2 separate regions of the Sus scrofa genome follow, and region 2 is linked to region 1. Evidence: chromatin contacts called from public promoter capture Hi-C data. All regions are on one chromosome and are shown on one strand. Each heading gives the region's core, a stretch centred on a gene start, on an enhancer-like site or on the middle of the called end of the contact. The rest is flanking DNA. Distances are from core to core; before and after follow the strand shown. Region 1 holds the start of SRD5A1 (3-oxo-5-alpha-steroid 4-dehydrogenase 1). Region 2 holds the start of ICE1 (little elongation complex subunit 1).

The links. Promoter capture Hi-C pulls out the DNA fragments that hold promoters and counts their contacts.
Region 2: a promoter capture Hi-C map of liver shows a contact between it and region 1, with 3 times the contacts expected there. The contact joins the promoter of ICE1 here to the promoter of SRD5A1 in region 1. A contact is called at or near these places in 1 of 5 promoter capture datasets (liver) and 1 of 2 datasets of contacts at active chromatin or transcription factors (skeletal muscle).

Annotation. Positions count from the first base shown.
Region 1 is chr16:75,333,147-75,337,452 of Sscrofa11.1, reverse strand. SRD5A1 (3-oxo-5-alpha-steroid 4-dehydrogenase 1) reads left to right here and starts at 2,015. Exons shown (of 5, transcript XM_003134156.6): 1 at 2,015-2,512. The coding sequence starts at 2,232. NSUN2 (tRNA (cytosine(34)-C(5))-methyltransferase) reads right to left here and starts at 1,878. Exons shown (of 20, transcript XM_021077095.1): 1 at 1,521-1,878; 2 at 1,248-1,405. The coding sequence starts at 1,622.
Region 2 is chr16:76,251,978-76,256,283 of Sscrofa11.1, reverse strand. ICE1 (little elongation complex subunit 1) reads left to right here and starts at 1,919. Exons shown (of 20, transcript XM_021077125.1): 1 at 1,919-2,255. The coding sequence starts at 2,172.

The sequences.
Region 1 (4,306 bases), core at 766-3,265:
CACCAGACAAGTGGACCAAAACACAAAGAACCGATACCAGCAGGCCAGCTGGTCACAGGACATCCGTAATCCTTCTGCCAGCAGAGCTTCCAATCCATAAGGGATTTTCTCCTCTTAGTTAAACGGCCCACATGCACCGGTGTTTCCTTGAAGCCCAGTCATACTGATTCTTCTGTTTGAGCCCATGCCCCTTAACCTTCCTGTCAAGTCTGTGTCTCAGAGACCGTGGGCCACCAGACTGTTCCTCTGTGGGCTCAACCCTGACCTGGGGGGACGGGGGGAGGCGGATACCAACCTCTCCAACAATCCGGATTGAATACTGGAGAATGTATACAGCTTAGGGCCTAACAGTTTCCTTCCTCAAGCCCTTGCAAGGTCTAAACACCTCGTCCACGGGAAGCAACTAGAGCTTTCATCACCCAGATCCCTAGAGATTAAAGAGGGACCAACACACAGCAAGGACTAAAACCAGACCCTGTAACTTACAAACTCAAGTCTCATTAAGAAGAAACAAAGTGACTTAATAAAACCTCCAAGCCCCCTCTGCAGAAGACCAAGGAAGCCTCAAATATGGAAACAAATTGCTCACACACAGCCCCCTTGAATGAACACAGAACAAGTGGACACTTGACCCAGGGAGTGGCCTGAAGGAGAGTCCCCAGCACAGAGAACTCTTGAAACTTACTTTTATTTTCTCCTGGTTACTTCTGGGCTCCTCTCCCATTACTCCTGACTTCCATGATAAACCGCCACTCAAAAGCAGACCAGGAGACAGATCTGAGCATTGCCTCCTGTCTCCTTGCTTGACTGCCCCACAAGGAGCAAAAGTCTTTTTCTGCAAAACACCGTTGCCTTGGTATCTGTTGTCTCCGCTGTGCAGTGGGCAACGAGCTCACCCCCTCAGTTACCTGACTACAAGAATTTCTTCAAGGAGAGAACGCCGAAATTCTTACTTAGTGGTAGTGGCACAAACTCTCATGTGTTTGTTCCCAACGGTGGGCATCCTCAACGCACAAGCTCCCAGGAGCCAACCCGTTCTCAGACCGCATTTTCATGCCTGGTTCTAGCCTCCCAACTTGCAACACCCCCTTGCCCTATTCCGTTGAACACGTGCTCCCTCCCCTCAGTGCTTCCAAACTCTAGAACCCACACCGCTCGCAGGCACTTTTCGGGACAGACACCCTCGTTTTTAATTTGGGCATCTTTACACCAGTTTTACACGAAATACAAGAGGCACGACCCCCTACCTTTTATAGCCAGTAATTCTTAACGTGGCCGGGAGGGGCTCCCTGAGCGCTTCCATGAACTGCTCCCACTCTCCTTCGGGCACGATCTTGAGCTCCTGATAGTAGTGCTCGAACAGCTTGTTCTCCTTGACGATCTCGGGGTACCCGCCTTCCCAGCCCTGAGGAAGGAAAGAGACGTCCACCCAGGGCCGGGGAGCCGCCCCTCGACCCCCGCAGGCCTCAGGGCCAGGGAGGCCCACCCGGGGCCCTCGCCGCCCTCACCCCAGCTCCTACCGTCTCATTGCGCTTGCCGCCGCCCTCGGCGCCGTCCTCCGCGCTCCCGGGCCGCTGCTGCTGCTGCTGCGGGAGCCGCCGGCCCCGCGACCGCCGCCCCATGGCCCACGCGGCCGCGCACGCCGCCCTCACACACCGACCCGCCAGGACCGGCCGCGAGCACTTCCGGGCTGCAGCTCGAGGACCCCGCGGGTCTGCGCCTGCGCCTCTCTGGGACGTGCAGGGCCTTCGAGAAACGAGCCAAAGTGTCGCGATCGGTGCTCCCAGAAAACAGCGGGCGAGAGGAAACGCCGACGGCCCCCAGGAGAAAAGTGGGGAAAGCGGCTCCGGAGAGGAGGCCGAAAGGCGCCTGCGCGCCGAGCGCCCTGGCTTCCCGCGCGGGCTCAGGCAGCGCTGCGGACAGCCCGAGGGCGCGCGTGCGCCTCGCGGCGATGGAGGAGGGGCAGGGCCGGAGTGGGCGGGGCCAGGGCTGCAGGCCCGCCTCCCGCCCCGCCCGCGGCACGTGCCCGGGACCCGTCTGCTCCGCTGAATCCGCGCACGTACCGCTTCGAGGCTGCCCGCGCGGGGCGGATCCCAGCCGGTGGTTTCGGCCGCGGGCGCCAACCTCGGGTAACCGCGCCTCCCGACGCCCCCTCCCCCCGCCCCCGACGCCGCGCTATATGTGGCGGGTCGCGGCCGGCGGGCCATGGAGCACGCCTGCCGTTCCCCACAATGGAACCGGCCGAGCGGTTCTTGCTGGACGCGCTCGCCTACCTGGAGGGCGCTCTGGCCTTCCTGTGCTACGTGATACTGAAGCTGGTGGGCTCGCCCTACGGGCGCTACGCATCGCCGCGCTCCGCCTTTCGGCTGCCCGCGCGGGCGGCCTGGGCAGTGCAGGAGCTACCCTCGTTGGCCCTGCCGATCCTCGCGTGCGCCGGCGCGCCGGCCGAGCGCCTCAGCCGCTGGCCCAACTGCATCCTCCTGGCCATGTTCCTCATCCACTACGCGCAAAGGTAAGGCGGGCTGCCCCGCGCCCCTCCCTGCCACCCTCGGTGCGCCGCCCGGTCCCTACCACCCCGGGGTGCCCCCACCCTGCCACCCCCAGTGCGCTGCCCCGCGCCTCTCCCTGCCACCCCCAGTGCGCTGCCCCCTCCCAGCCATCCCCGAGGCGCTGCCCCTACCCTGAGACTCCCCGGTGCGCTGCCCCATCCCTGGCACCCCCTGGCCCTGCCCTCTCCCTGCCACCCCACGCGGGTTCCTTCTGCCTGTGCCCCAGGGCCTGGTTCCCTCTCCCAGTGTGCTCATTTCTACTGTTCCACTTTGGTCCTTTTGCGCGGGTAGAGCTTTCACCAGCCAAATAAATGGTCACCCGCAACTTGAAAGCCCGGTTTCCTAAAACGCTCCCCATCTCCCCTTCCGCTGAACAGACTGCACTGGCTCGAAGGGATGCGCTTGGGACGCTCGCCTCCACCTTCCGTAGGGGCCCTCGGGGTTCTGGGAGGGAATTTCCAAGAAATAACCTTAAGCACAAAGTGACTTTCCTCTGCCTGGTTTTGCGAAGACTGTTCAGTGGCTGTGTCTAACTCTTCAGGACCTCTGATAAGTTGGGTGTCTCTCTGGCTCTTAGGCTTGGGTGTTTGCACAGCTGAACCAAATGGTTAACCAGTTTAAAATTAAAAATGTTTATTCACATTTCAGAAGGCTGCCCAGTTTTCAAAAAGGTGTTCTCTGCACGAGAGGGGGCTGGGCTCACTTACTCTGTGAACTTGGGCTGGGTTCACTTACTTGACCTCTGTCATTGTGGGGCTCCACCTTACTAGAGCAGGATCTGGAAAGGGCGGGTGTCGCTGAGCCTCTCTTGGGTCCCTGCTGCAGCTGGGGCCCCATCTGCCGTTCTGCGGGCTCTGGAAGCGGGCAGAGTCTGGGTCCCACAAAGGCTTTGCGTTCCATGTCCCTGCACTCCTAGAGCACCCCGTAAGCAAAGTTGGCGGCAGCCAGCAGGGTGTTTTGTAATGTGACTGGCATTACTGCGGTTCGAGTGTCAGTGGAAGTCTGCTGTCTCTATGCACTTCTTCACAAACACGCCAGAACCTGGTCTGTCTGTCTGCTTCTGTAATGGTTAAACCAAGCTCTGGAGTCAGACTGCCAGGTGTTAGCCCAGAGCCATCGCTGGTCACCCAGCGTAGGTTACAGAGCTGCTCTGCAGTCGGTTTTCCCATCAGTGAAACAGGCATGGTGATAGTACCAGCCAGCCAGCGGTGTCATCGGTATGTGATTTAAGTAAAGCCAATCCCATCCAATGCTAGCAGATCTGAATGGTCAAGGACGACAAGGAGCACCACTTTGTGTCGCTGTGCAGGTGGGCGTATTGGCTCCTTTCGCTGCATGTCATTCCTACACCCTGCTCCAGCTTCAAGTGCCAATAGTATAACCTAGGAAGACGAGGCGTTGGAAAGGTGGAAAGGGAGCCCTTAACAGAGCTTCATCCGCAAGCCTGGAGTTGAAGCTTTGACATAAGATGTTTGTGGGAAACCGGAGGCAGCTTCCCAAAGGGCCCACATTGCTTCTAGAACTAGACCACGAATGGAGATCATTTTGTGGAGACGAGGCCACTGAGCCACAGAATTCAGGTGTTTTACCCGCTTAGACAAGAAACTGCTGGGACTAAACCCCACCCCCACCCTGGTCTCTCAACCAGTGGCTTTAAAATCTCTGCTCCTAAGGATTTGCTGGGCCAGATGTAGTTGTTTGTTTTGTTTTTTTTTTTTAACTGCAGAGCTGTTTTTTGTTTGTTTGGTCGGTTTGTT
Region 2 (4,306 bases), core at 670-3,169, 920 kb before region 1:
TGCAGACTTCCAGAGCTGCAAACTACTCCATAAGACATCTCTCAGTCTTAAAAGAAAAAAACATTGTTTATTTTCCTTAAGGGTGAATGCAACAGATGAACAGATATCTCTTCATAAAGCAAAATACAAGAATATTCAAAGAACAAATTGCTTCCCGGGAGTTCCCACTGTAGCTCATGGGTTGAGAATCCCACCAGGATCCATGAGGATTCGGGTTTGATCCCTGGCCCTGCTCAGTGGGTTAAGAATCCCGCATTGCTGTGGCTGTGGTATAGGCTGGCAGCTGCAGCTCTGATTCGACCTCTAGCCTGGGAACGTCCATGTGCCGCAGGTGGAGCCTGAAAAAGAAAGGAGGTAAAACGTGGGACGAGAACAGGAAGATTACAACGTGTGGAGCTGGCCAGGGTGCAAAGGCAGGACAGCAGCTGTGGGAGCTCCCAGTTCCAGGAAAGGTTAAGAGTGTGGTGTGGGCAGGTGGGCAGTGCTGAGGGCATAACCTGGAGGGTAAGCTGGTGCCTCCCCAGCTGAGGTCTTCTGGGAAAAAGTTATTTGGGAAACCTTCAATAAAAAGGATGTTACTGTTAAGACCTATTCGTCTGGAATCAGAAACCAGAAATGGAAAGTCATCAGGACCTCAGGGGGCTCTTTGCCACTTCCTGAGTCACGTGGTCGGTCTCCTGGGTACAGCCCTTCCCTGCTGTGCCTCTGCTCACTTCTCCTTTCACTTTTAACGCTTTTATTTCTACTCGGTTTTTTGCATGGCCACAGCACCTGTCCAAACAAGCACAGGCCTGTCTTAAGCGTCAAGGACAATCTAGCGGTCTGCTGGCTACTTGTTCACTTCACTGCAAGCGGCAGCCACCGCGCCTTATAAACGAGGGCAGGGCTATGATATCGGGAGAGGAACCCAGGCTTCTCTCTTTGACGAGCTGTTTTTATTTGCCATTGTCACCCTGTAGATTTAGGAAGGAGCTGGTAAGGTCCGGGCGGCTCCTTAGCACATATACTGCTGGTACAAATGCTAAGAATCTGGACTTTCTAACCAGGCATCAGGAAACCATGGGAGGCCTCCGGACAAGGTACCAACGGCAACCGCTGTGATTATTAAACAGAGGTTCTGGTGGCGGTGGATACTGGAAAGGAGATGGGGAAAGGTGGGTTCAAACAAGAGGAGCAGGGACTGAATGTATCCAGAAACTGCGGTCAAGTGAGGATTTCTTCTCTTTTTTTTCCTTCCAGAGATATTTTAAAAATAAGACTCGGCAGTGGCTGGCTAGTGACCGATGGCAGGGTCGCCGAGGACTCGGCCAGGCGCTGTGCTTGGCACTTGGTGCGTGGCGGAGCCCACAGGCCTTCACGGACACCGCGGGGATGGGTCTGGAAAGAGGCCGAGGGGCGCCGGGTCGGACGGCAAGTGCACCGGGCAGGCGTGGGTAGCTGCCGGGAAGAAAGGCGCTCCCTGACGAAGGACGGGTCTTTGGCGACCAAGTGCCGAGGCCGGAGGAACCGCCGCCGGGTGTCCGTCAGCCGCGCGGAGCGTCGGGAACTGTAGTCCTCGCCTCTCCGCCTGGACCCGGCCAGACGCGCCCAGCGCGGTTCCCTGCCCTTACACCGCGGACTGGCCGGTCTGCGTGCGGGGCCCTTCTGGACCGCGGGCGCCTGGGGTGACGTCATCCTCAGGGCACCTCCCCCTCGTTGAAGGTTTTAGGTGTCTATGGAAAGTGTGCCCCCCAGCAAGTCGGCAGTGAACGACGAAACCCTCAACGGTGGAAGAAAGCCCCTCTAATGCCCCCTCTCCCTTGACGCTTCCTCCCCGCATGTCTTCCTGCCGCTTCGGCTCGACTCCGCGCCCCATTTTTCTCAGGCAGGGCCTCGGGCAGCCCCGCGCCGCGGCGAGGGGCGGGGTGAGCCAGGGCGGGGCGGGTCCTGACTAGACCGCGTCGCGCTCGGGGGCCGCGCCGGGTAGCGTTTCTTTCTGGTGCCCGGGGCGGCTCTGGCTCCGAGAGCCCTTCGCCGGCTCCACGGGGACCTCTGTGCACGGATGGACCCGCCCGGACCCGGCGGGAAGCGGCCCGGCAGGCGGCGGCCCCGGCGGCGTCAGCAGAGGCAGGACAGGGCCGGGGCCGCGGGTCCCTGAGGCGCGCGGGCCCACTGGGTCCGGCGGCGACACCATGATGCCGGGCGAGACCCACTCGGCGGCGCCCGGGACGGCGGCTGACCTCTCGCGCTGTCAGGGCTGCGCCTCCCTGCAGCAGGTGCGGCGTCTCCACCAGGCCGAGGGCGCGGAGGGTCTGGGCGGGCCGTCCAGGGCGGCGGGCTGGGGGTCAGGCCGCGCGGGCTACTCCTCTGCGCGCCGCTCCCACTCCTAGGCGGAGGCTCCCCCCCTCCCTCTTTTCTTTCCCTTCTCCTGCAGTGATTTTGGGGACGATTTCCTTTGGGTTGTTCAGGCTTGGAACCCAGAATTCGCTTATTGGAATGCAGTGGTGGGGGGGGGAGAGCGAGCGAGTGCTGGAAGGTACCCAGCACTCTGGGTTCCCCAAGGCTACTTTTAGGTTGATGAGTGATGGTGGAAATGCCAAGGGAAGTTACTTCCCCGAGGGCAGGGGTTTTTTTTATTGTGCTGGCCTTTCCTTAAGTATTTCTTGTTGGGAGGCCCGTTCTTATGGGCCTGCGAGTTGACCAGGAGGGTCATTCAGCCATTATGGGCTTGCATTGCACGATGTTTCTAACGGTGGCATGGATTGTCTCCTATGGTGACAGAAGAGGGGTTGGAAGTGTCTGACCCAGGGTCTTGCAGGGTAATGGGAACACTCCCAAGTACTGGTTTCCAGCTCGACTCACCCAGCTCTCCGATGCCGCCAGTCTGTCTTGTTGCTGTCCATGCCCTTAACGGTAAAGTGGAGCGAGCCACCGTGGTGTTCACGGTAATTAAATTATCACCTAGTCCACCTGGTGCTCTAGGCACTAGGGACATAGTGGGGACATTTCACTGCTGTCAAGTGTGCGACGCATGTGTGCAGATGCGACTTTAGAAGGTTTAAGTGTTGGGAGGAAACAGGAGGAGTTGGAGTGCTGGTCTTGTCTCGGCTGGGGCAGCGGGCAGGGTGCTTTTGAGGAGGTGACAGTGGGACATCTGAATGACGAGAAGGAGGTTGGAAGAGCATGAGAGGAGTGTTCTAGGCAGAGCAGCTAAAGTGCGCTATTATGAGGCGAGGAGGAGCGCGGTGTCTTTGAGGAGCAGGACGAGGTCTGGTTGGCCTGTGACCATAGTGCAGAGGGGAGAGTGCTGATGAAGCCAGAAAGGAGTGCCGGCCAGCTGGGCCCTCAAGAGGAGCTTAGAGGGTGTCTTGTTGTTGTTTGAACTGCATTATCTATGAGCTGATCCCAGGCGATTTAAGGGTTGAGAGCAGGGGAGGGAGAAAGGGTCAGGTATCGTCAGTCAAGAAACGGAGGATTGGAGTTCCCGTCGTGGCTCAGTGGTTAACCAATCCGACGAAGAACCATGAGGTTGCGGGATCCCTGCCCTTGCTCAGTGGGTTAACAATCCGGCGTTGCCGTGAGCTGTGGTGTAGGTTGCAGACGCGGCTCGGCTCCCGCGTTGCTGTGGCTCTGGCATAGGCTGGTGGCTGCAGCTCAGATCGACCCCTAGCCTGGGAACGTCCACATGCCACCAGAGCGGCCCAAGAAATGGCAAAAAGACAAAAAAAAAAAAAAAAAAAAAAAAAAAGAAAAGAAAGAAAGAAAGAAACGGAGAATTTCCAGTCGTAAAGTCGTTTTCTCAGCTGAGCTGCCCCACATAGGCATTTATAATGTGCTTTTATTTTTCTCCCTCAAGACCCAGAAATGTGGGTGAAGTTCTCTTGAATTGTCAGTAAGTTATGTCTATTCTTTGGGCCAGTTTATTCGCTCGGCAAGTGTTTATTGATCACCTGTTGTGTCTTAGGCAGAGCAGTCGCAGGGGGGGGGTGATTTGGCAAATATGCTCCATCTTTTGGAGCTTCCATTGTGAGAGGTGGGGGAGGAGACAGATTAAACAGGTAACCCGAGGAGGTGGTAAACGTGTTGGGGTTAAGGTGAAAAGAAAAGAGGGAGAGCGAAAGGGTGAGGAAGGGGCCGCTGGCTGGTGGAATCTAAGCAGGGAGTCGCGGAGGCTGCACAGAGACTGGGTTTGAGCCGGGGGTTAGAACAAGCGCCAGGGGTCTTGGGAGAAAAGCATCGCAGACAGTAGAAAGATCCGTGTGGAGGCCTGACTGATGTAGGAGCTCGGCTGGCATCCTTGGGAAGAGCGAGGAGGCCACTGTTGCTG